Linked DNA regions of Zea mays: region 1 is linked to region 2. The links are chromatin contacts, called in public Hi-C maps. All regions are on one chromosome and are shown on one strand. Each heading gives the region's core, a stretch centred on a gene start, on an enhancer-like site or on the middle of the called end of the contact. The rest is flanking DNA. Distances are from core to core; before and after follow the strand shown.

What was found. A called contact is a pair of places that touch in the nucleus more often than the background predicts.
Region 1: a Hi-C map of endosperm shows a contact between it and region 2, with 2.6 times the contacts expected there. The contact joins the promoter of LOC103638170 here to the promoter of LOC100382496 in region 2. A contact is called at or near these places in 6 of 25 Hi-C or Micro-C datasets (bundle sheath, ear, endosperm and 3 more).

The regions. Positions count from the first base shown.
Region 1 is chr9:28,488,497-28,493,148 of Zm-B73-REFERENCE-NAM-5.0, forward strand. LOC103638170 (putative acyl-activating enzyme 19) reads left to right here and starts at 1,563. Exons shown (of 19, transcript XR_004852586.1): 1 at 1,563-1,886; 2 at 1,994-2,401; 3 at 2,831-3,024; 4 at 3,416-3,616; 5 at 3,982-4,652. It overlaps LOC100383512, which reads right to left and starts at 1,363. Exons shown (of 8, transcript NM_001362088.1): 1 at 847-1,363; 2 at 1-722. The coding sequence starts at 1,344.
Region 2 is chr9:27,840,719-27,845,992 of Zm-B73-REFERENCE-NAM-5.0, forward strand. It overlaps LOC100382496, which reads right to left and starts at 3,057. Exons shown (of 1, transcript NM_001321462.1): 1 at 1,995-3,057. The coding sequence starts at 2,985. The coding sequence ends at 2,302. LOC100194095 reads left to right here. Exons shown (of 3, transcript NM_001139149.1): 2 at 254-459; 3 at 1,252-1,771. The coding sequence ends at 1,579.

The DNA of each region.
Region 1 (4,652 bases), core at 313-2,812, 650 kb after region 2:
CCAAACGTCTGACGTGCCTCCTCGTAAAGCCCGAGTTTCCCGTATATCCTGATAAGAATCCCGTAGATGACCTCGTCAGGAATGACCTTGCTGCTTTCCATGTCAGAGAAGAGAGCAAGAGCCTTTGGGTAGTCTTCGTTCTTGCAGTGCAGTGCCAAGAGAGACGCACAGGTGTAGTTGCTGGGGGCGATTCCCTGGCCCTTCATCTCTTCGAAGAGCCGCAACGCCTGTTCTCCTTTGCCATGTCTGGAGCTCGCACTGATCAACAGGCTGTAAGTCGCCTCTTCCGGAACGAACCTACGCCGCCGCATCTCACCGAACAAATCGACGGCCTCCTCCAGGAGATCTTCCTTCACAAGGGAGCCGATGACGACTGTGTAGGTGAATTGGTTAGGCGGCGCGCCAGCTTCCAGCATCTGCTTCCACACATGGATGACCTTGCCGTGCAGCTTCTGCTTCTGCAGAGACGAGATCATGTAGTTGTAGACAGAGATCGGAGGGACTAGGCCCCGCCCGCGCACCGCCGAGTAGAACAGCATCATGTCCTCGTGCCGCCCCCACCTAGCGTACGCGCACAGGAGGGTCCCGCACGCCACGGCGTCAGGCTCGCAGCCAACCTGGAGCATCTCAAGAAACGTCTCTTCGGCAAGCTTCACCTTCCCGACCCTGCCATACAACCGCAGCAGAACGGTGTAGGCGACGACGCTTGGTTCGTAGCACAGCTGCAGGGATCGATCAGCACCGGAGCGAGCCGTTAGAAAGCAGCAAGCTTAATTTGCAAGGATCGATGTAATTAAGTTGGTGGCGGCAGCGTGTGTGGTGTCAGTGTCACTGTCACCCACCCACCTGGAGCTTCATCCAAGCGAAGAAGTCGCGCGCCTGACGCCAGCCGCGCTGCTCGCGGAGCACGACGCACATCTCGCGGAAGGTGAGCCTGGTAACAAACGACGCCATGGCCTGGCGCATGTCCGCGGACGGGCGCGACGCCGTGGCCCGCACCGCGCGGACGGCGGCGACCACGTGCCGCCCGTACACGTGCCCCGCGCGGTCGTCCTCGATGTACCGGGCCATCTGATCCGTGGTGCGCCGCACCCACCGCGGCGTGTCGGCGCCCGGGCCCTGGCTCCGCCGCGCGCGCCGGAGCCGCTGCGCCTCGTCGCGGAGGAGGCGCCGGTACGGCTGCCGGCGCCGCGGCGAGGACAGCGACCAGGAGGAGGACGGGTCGCCGTCCTTGTCGTCGTAACAGGAAGCGGAGGAGCAGCAGGGCATGGATACGGCGGCGGACGTGGCCGCTGCGGCCCCCACTGGAGTGTGATGACTGTGAGGAGCGGCAGCCATTGCCATGGGCGCGGGAAGGGAAGCGAGATAAGGTTTGGTTAGATTATCTCTTTTCCCCACTCCTTTTCTTACCACGAACGGCGTGGCGTGTCGTGGAAGCACGGCTGTCTGTATAACGAAATGACAATACATTATACATGTCATCTTTTAAAAGAAAAAACAAACAAACAAACAAACAAACCAACAACGTTTAGAAAATCAATATTTTCCCTTTGTATATTACTTTGTCCTTCTTATATAGCCACAAGTGAGGGGATCCCAAAAGTGAGTTGAACTGTTTCGAATCGCCGGCTCCCCAACCCAATCCTCCAGCTGCGGAATGGCGGCGGCGGAGCCGTGCTGCATCTCGCACGCGTTCGAGCGCGCCACTCGCCAGGAACCCGGCCGCCTCGCCGTCATCCACGCAGCGGCCTCGGGCGCCGACAGCGAGGAGCGCCGCTTCACTTGCGGCGACCTCCTCGCCGCCGTCGGCTCCCTCTCCCGCCGCATCGCCGCCGCGCTCGGCAGCACCGCCACCGATACCCGCCGCGACCGCGAGCAAGGCTCAGGTGCGTCAACGCCAATCAACCGCTCGGCTGTTCGCGCTTGCTTGCCCCCCCTCCCCTGTCGTAGTCTCGTGTCTGACTGACGGAGACTAATTCGGAACCGACGCAAGGGTTTCGGGCCGCCGGCGCCGTAGTGCCGAGGGTTGTCGGGGTATACGCCTCGCCATCGTTGGAGTACGTCGCCGCCGTCCTCGCGGTGCTCAGGTGCGGCGCGGCGTTCCTCCCGCTCGACCCGTCGTGGCCGGAGGAGAGGGTCTCGTGGGCTATCTCGGCGTCCAACGCGGCGCTCGTCGTGTCTTCAGTTGGGTCGCGAGGAGCCACGCTGTTTGAGAGCAGCGCCTGCCCTGTTCTGCGCTTTTATGGTGGCATCCGGCGGCGATTTCGGGATGGAAATGGCGGGGATGACGGGGAGGAGCTTGTCTGGCCGTGCGAGCACGAGTGGCACCGCAAGTTCTGCTACGTGATGTTCACCTCTGGTTCTACCGGAAAACCGAAGGGTGTTTGCGGCACTGAGAAAGGTAAGCCGTGCTCTTGTTGGGGCCTGGTTGCTTGAGATAGGCAGAGTGTATAATCTCGTGCAGATATTGAGATGCCTTACCCCTTTCTCATTGTTGTGACTTTGGCATCGTGAATTAGTAGGTCCCACTATGTTTCTAATTGTTAGGTGTCAAACCTTGAAAACATAAATGTACTATTTGTTTAGTCATGATTGTCTTATGGTAACAATGTCTTGTTCAGTCAATTAACTAAAAGTTCTAGTGTATTGTCTTGTTGGACCAGGTACATATATGCATACCAGAAACTTATAGCATAGAATATTTGTGACCAACGGTGAAATTGTATGTCCCAGAGCATAGGGTTTATTTGTTTGCGATGGCATGGCTACTTGGCTAGGTTTGAGTTGAGCAGCCACCTTATGAAGACTTTTTTTTTGACACCATGCCTAGGTCTTCTGAATCGTTTTTTGTGGATGCAAAGAAGGAATCCTCTGTGTTCAGATGATGTTTTGTTGTTTAAGACATCTGTCAGCTTTGTTGACCATCTACAGGAGTTCCTTTCTGCGGTCTTGACTTGCTCAACACTTGTCATTCCTCCCAGTGAGTGGAGAGCTAATCCAGCATCCTTGGCCAACTTAATTAAGGTTACATGGCTCTTTATCCTAATGAGACGCTTATATGATTTCTTATGAAAATATTAGGGAACAAAAAGAAACTACTGAGTTCTGTGCCAGTTAGGTTTATTACAAAATGTTTCACGCAATGCTTAGCATACATGCTTGTCTTTGAGACTGACACATATAGAAGGATAGTCTTTGACATGAACTTTGCTAATATAGCTGCCTTTGAGATTTGGAATTTTCATTTAGTGCTCTAAACTAAGATGTGACGATATCACGATACACATTCTTGTAACATGTTTGTTGACTAGGTTGGTACAAAGAATAATGACTGTTTATTTTAATGCTAACTAGCTCCTTTATTCATTTTGGCATCATATTGACATTGTATTCATACCTTATTCATTCATCTTAGGTTTATCGGATATCAAGGATGACATTGGTTCCATCACTTATGGAGATAATACTACCTACCCTGGCGGAAAAACTTTCTGATGGCTGTAACCCACTTAAGATCCTAATATTTAGTGGGGAAGTTCTGTCTGTATCGCTGTGGAAGAGAGTCTATGAATTTCTGCCAGAGGCTACTATCATAAATCTGTATGGAACAACAGAGGTGATTATGCTTAATATCACTACTAATGAAATAGATTTTTGCAGTATCATCTTGTTAGGCTTATGACCAGGAGTGCTTTGGTAATTTGTTTGTTTTACAACATTCATTAACCATTAAATCCCCCTACATTTACAAAGCTGTGGGATTTTGGACAAGATACTTCCAATTCCAAGTAGACTTAGTCTGATATGAGAACATGTCTAGATTGACCAAGTCAATCGGTAATAATTTTTTTTATTAAAAACACTAGTATCTATATTTCATGAAATTTATTTTCATAGTTCTATTAGAGTACATGTTCTCTGTATCATACCATCATATTGCATGAGCAATTTTAAGATTTTGCAGATTCACTTCTATTTCAGGTTTCCGGTGACTGTGCATTCTTTGATTGCAAAAAATTGCCTACAATTTTGGAGCAAGAAGAACTAAACAGTGTACCAATTGGGTTTCCTATTTCAAATTGTGAGGTTTCTCTTGTCACCAATGATGGACTATCAGATGAAGGTGAAATCTCTGTCAGTGGAGCATGCTTGTTTACTGGATATTTAGCTGATCCCATGACAAGTAACTGCCCTGAAGGCAGTGAAGTTTTAGCATACTACAGAACAGGTGACTTTGCCCGGCGCCTAAAGACAGGCGAACTTATTTTCCTTGGAAGAAAGGACCGAATTGTTAAAATTTATGGGCACCGTTTCTCACTTGAGGAGGTAGAATCCACATTGAGGGATCATCCTGATGTCAGTGACGCTGCTGTTACTTTTCAAAGTAATGGATCTCTGGATTTTAAGGCATACTTGGTGCTGAGGAGTAATAATAAATTTCTTAAATGTACTCAGGGTTATAGTGGATTACATTCTTCCCGAGATATCATTGCACCACTTCGAAACTGGCTCATCATGAAGTTTCCACTAGCTATGGTCCCAAGGCTTTTTATCCCCATGAAATCATTACCTTTGACTTTGTCAGGAAAGATTGACTATGTCAAGTTATCTAGCTTGGTTTGTGCATTTGAGCCTTGTGAAATTCATCCAGA
Region 2 (5,274 bases), core at 1,807-4,306:
TCACATTGCCTTTGGGGTCTTTAAGGAAGATCACGCACTATTATTGTACACTAAAATTAAAATGCATTCTTCGCCACGTCTATTGGACACATTCATGTATGATTAACTTACCATTTTGGAACTGGCAAATTTATTAATAATAATTGAATGTTTAACATAATGTGCTCTAAAGAGTGGTTCTTGAAATGGTAACAAATTGTTTATATATTTGTGCTCATGTCCAGATACAACTTGCATCATGTGAACCATGCAGGTTTCGGACGTTCAAACAAGCGGCAGTCCTGGTGAATGCATATACCCAAGAACCCCAGCCTTGGCACTGGGTTTAATATCTGCCGCCTCTCTTATGCTCGCCCAGTCCATCATAAACGCAGTCGCTGGTTGCATCTGTTGCAAGAAGCATCCTGTTCCCTCAGACACTAACTGGAGCATAGCCCTGATTTCGTTCATCGTATCTTGGTAACGTCCTGGTCTAGAAGTTTATCATCTCCTTTATTATCCTGTCTCATACTTCGTAAGCCTTGCATAATCTCTTTTTATTCCTGTCTCATATTTCTTAAGCCTTGCATAGCCTCTTCGTGAATTGGTTTACCAGTAATGGATGCTGAATGTTGCCGTGTTATGTCGAACGTTGCAATGTGTTGGATTCTGTTACTTGTTTCAAGTTTCAACCTTACGCCTGATTACTTGACTGCGTTTGACTCGTTTGATTATTATTTTTTTGCTTGGAGAAGCAACCATTATAAAGAAGTAGCGTAGCATTGAATATTGATGCCAGGAGAGTAAAGAGTCAACAATCTGTAAAACACATACTCTGATCTAGTAGTTGGTACACTGTTAGTTGACTGATGTTTGTTATTAGGGAAATTTGGATCCATACCATTAAAAGATCACCACTTTGGATCCATACCATTACTATCTCACTTACATGTGGGTCCATATGAGTCAATGACATGTGGGGTCCATGGTATATATCTAAAGTTTGGATCTTTTAATGGTATAGATCCAATTGTTCCTTGTTATATTCCTTGGAAACTAGGAATATGAGTAAGTAGTCCACATGCTCGATCTGTATAATATTAGTTTTTTTTTATAGATCCCAAGCACATAGTGGTTGTAGTGAGATCCTGCCTCTTCCCAGGAGCATCTCGTTAACTTGTTGGTTTTTGTAACCTGTGATATATGTGCCTCTGCTAGTTAAGTAGTTAACCTGCAAATGTGCTAATCAAAGATATTGCAAAAAATCTGCAGGTGCACTTTCATAATCTCGTTCCTTCTCCTACTGACTGGGGCCGCCCTGAACGACCAGAGAGGCGAGGAGAACATGTACTTCGGTAGCTTCTGCTACGTGGTGAAGCCGGGGGTCTTCTCCGGGGGAGCGGTGCTGGCCCTCGCCAGCGTGGCGCTAGCCATAGTCTACTACGTCGCGCTGTCATCATCCAAGGGCCCTCCGCCGGCGTTCGCAGCCCCGCAGAACCAGGGCATCGCGATGGGCCAGCCCGTGATCATCCCGCAGCAGAGCAGCGAGCCGGTGTTCGTCCACGAGGACACGTACAATCGGCGGCAACAGGTCCCGTGACCTGACCACACAGAGGTCTATGGTTGGTTCGGTTGGTTGTGCTTGGTCTGTATAGGTTGCAGGTTAGAACAGTAGCCGTCGCCATTGCTGTTATAGCTAGATCCTGTTCTTTTTGTTTTTGTTCTACTTGTACCCTCGTGTTTGTCGAGCATGGAATGTTTGGTTCTGAATGAACTGGGTAATGTTGAAGAGAGCCTGCTTGTTTCGTGTTCTGTAAACGTGGGGGCTCGCCGGCATGAAGTGCTTCCCTTTCGTCGACCTCCGCAGCATTCGCTCACTAGATATCCTCGTGTCTGTTACAAAATATTGTATATTGTATATGTGACCAATCCAAAGGGTGCGACAGATTCTCCCTAAGGGACATACCCCTTGAGAGACACCCCTTCACATGTATATAATCAGGACTCTCCTGCAATAATAAAGGACAACTGTCATTTGCACTGTTCCTCTGTTCACTTGTTTTCCACTGAGTTACAACACGTTATCAGCACGAACTCTCTCCACTGAACGAGGAAAAGTCTTGCGTGTGCACCAGCGACGGCGGTTACCGGATCGTCTTCGGCAACAGTGAACATGACGATGTGCAGGCAGGCTGATGATGTGCAAGCACGGATGCAGTGGTTCATGGCGTTGGCCACGTGAACAACCAAAAAGTAAATCTCTATTATATTCAGGTTTGAGATTTACCTTTTGATCTAGCAAATTAAATATGCATGTTTGCTCTACCAACGTTGTGCCGCTACCCATCTCGGTATGCATTCCAGTGATTGGGATGTGTCGCTTCCGTTCGCACGTCCACGCATGGCAGCGACGGCGAGTCTGCGGCAACAGCGAAATGCACTCCGCGGGCCACGCATGCAGCAAACGCTATGCCGCTGGCGGGGCTGAGAAGCCCACCACCGTAATGGTGCAGTTGCACCGGACCATGCAATGGTGCGGTTGCAGGCTTGCAGCAGCGCTCGCATGCGTGTTCGGACCCGAGCGGCGTAGGAGGTTGGGCATTGGCTGGGGCTGTTGCGCCCGTACTGGGCCGTCACATGGTCGGAGCCCATGCTGGAGGAGGACGCCGGGGCCGCGCACCGGAGTGTGTTGTGGCCGGCAAAGCCAGCCTCGGAGCCGTGCCCGGCCGAAGCGCCAGCGTCGGGACGCCGAGCCACCAGGGGCCGCTCCCGCGCACCCGCACAGGGGCTGCGCGCAGCCACCGCCGGCTGTGCGCCCGTTGGGGAGCGCCTGCAGTGTGGCCGTCGTAGGGCGGCGTGCCCCGATGACGGGGCCACGACACCGGTGGCCACGCCCGCGTCCGCAGGGCTGCTAGGGCCAGGGTCGCCGTGCCCAGGCCGCACCATGGCCGCGCCCGCGCGTGCAATGCTGCTGGGGCCGGAGTCGCCGTGCCCAGGCCGCACCATGGCCGGATCCCGTGCCTGGCCGCATGCCGCGCCATCGGCAGTGGCCGCCGGGGCTTGGCCGGAGCAAACACCATGGCGGCGGCTGCAAGAAGGTAGGAGCGGTTAGGGTTTCCAATACCCTTAATACCGTGTCTGGCCGCCTGGCCATGCTTGGGCCGCACCAGGCCTCATGGGCTGGCCGCGCCTGGCCGCGTGGGTCGCGCCAGACCGCCTAGATGCTTGGACCGCTTGGGCCGTGCCTGGCTTGGCTGAGCCGCCCGGCCACATGTATGACTGGCTAAATTTACTCATTATTTTCTGCAAATTTAATTACAAGACTCTATGATGTATCACAGTTTCAATCAGTATTTAGTATCTAAATTTGAATATTTAGACTGCTGATGATATATATAATTGTGATAGTCATCTGTTTTTATTATAAAAAATGCAGACATGTTAGTGAATTATATTTTTATTTACATTTATAATTCACATAGTTTTGACTTGCTTTTGTTTTTGCATTCTTTTATGTTTGCATGGAAAACATAGCACATAATTAAGTCAAAACAATTGGTCCTCATGCAAAATGATATTGCATTTTTGGAAAAGCATAGGGTGATGGAGTCCTAAGCACTGGCTGCACTAAATTCTTTATAGAGTTTAGTAGCCCAGAGACCGTGCTTTAGGCCGCATTTGAAATGCCTATCACTATGAGGTCTACATCTTTCGAGATGATTACCTATATGTGCTATCCAAAAAGATCACGGACCACACAGGCGTCGCGGGCTATGGAGCCATGCTGGACGCTGCAGTCATGCTGACTGCTACAAGAATTCTTTTAATTAAGTTCTACTTAATTAAATGATGAATTCTTGCAAAATATGATACATATCTTGAACTTGGGATTATTCAACACATGATGGAGATCTAGGCTTTGGCTGCAATAAGTTCTTGGAATTTATTTGCCCTGAGACCAAGTTTTTAGACAGCAAATGGTTATTTGCCCATCAGTAAGAGGTCTACATCATATGTCGATGATGATTACCTATGTGTTCTCCCAAGTAGATATATTGGAGATGTGATGTTGGTTAATCACCTTTATGGTGATTTCCATTTTATTTTTGAAATTTTGGTCAAGCACAGGGTAGTGGAGTCCTAAGCATTGGCTGCGGTATGTTCCTTGAATATATCAGCCCAGAGACCATGTTTTCAGGCAGCAATAGTTTTGCCCACTACTGAGAGATCTACTCCATTGTTTCATTACATGGAGATTATCTACGTTGTGTACACCAATTTTCAAAAATCCTTTGGTACACTTTATGTGATACCTAGAGTTCTCCAGCATATAAAGATACGATATATTTTGCGACATATTACAACATCAGAAAATGGTTAAGCCATTTGGAGGATAATTATTTAATAGAGTTTGATGAACTCGCCTACTGGGCTTAATTATCCTCAGTGTTCATTGGATGTAAAGATCATTTTTCCATAATATGGGGATTCACTTCTTCACTTTGGAGGAAGTGTGATGCTCTCATTCTCTTATGGTTCTTATGAAAAGAACTAATGTGCTTTTGTGGCTTGATGTGCAAGCCCAAAATGAATAGCAAAGAAAATCATAAGACATGTGGACTTATGAGTATGTGTCTACATTATGTTGTAGACTAACACTTTGTATTCATATATTTTGCTTGAAAGCAAATATATAAGCACATTAAAAAGGGAAGGGCAATGAGTATGACAAACTCTTTTGTCATTACACTATACGTGGTATAGTGTTGTATGCCTAAGCATCTAATCTTGTATATGAAATACCAATAGATGCATACTACTCATGAAAGCTAAGATATGAAGTGTACTTCAATCTTCCATCTGACATGATAACAGTGGTTAGTTGTGTAATTCATGATTTGGACTAATCATGTAACAACACTTCTTTTTCTAAGAGAAGACCACCTTGTTAGATGATTCGCTTTTGAGTACTATATAAATGATGCATGAGATTTGGTATAATCTCATAATTGATGTTGTGATAGGTTCAACTCATGCGATGTGAGTTGAACACACTCATGTGATTTGAATGTAAAAACTCATATGAATTTGAGTTAAACAAACTCATCGATTGGAGTTGATCACTCATGTGATTTGAGTTGAACAAACTCATCGATTAGAGTTGAACCAACTCATCAAGGGAGTTGAAGACTCATTGATTTGAGTTGTGCAAACTTGTACAGGGATTCTTCCAATCGAGGAAGAAAAATGCAATGTGGAGAATTGAGCCACAAACTCTATAAGTGGGGAAACAAA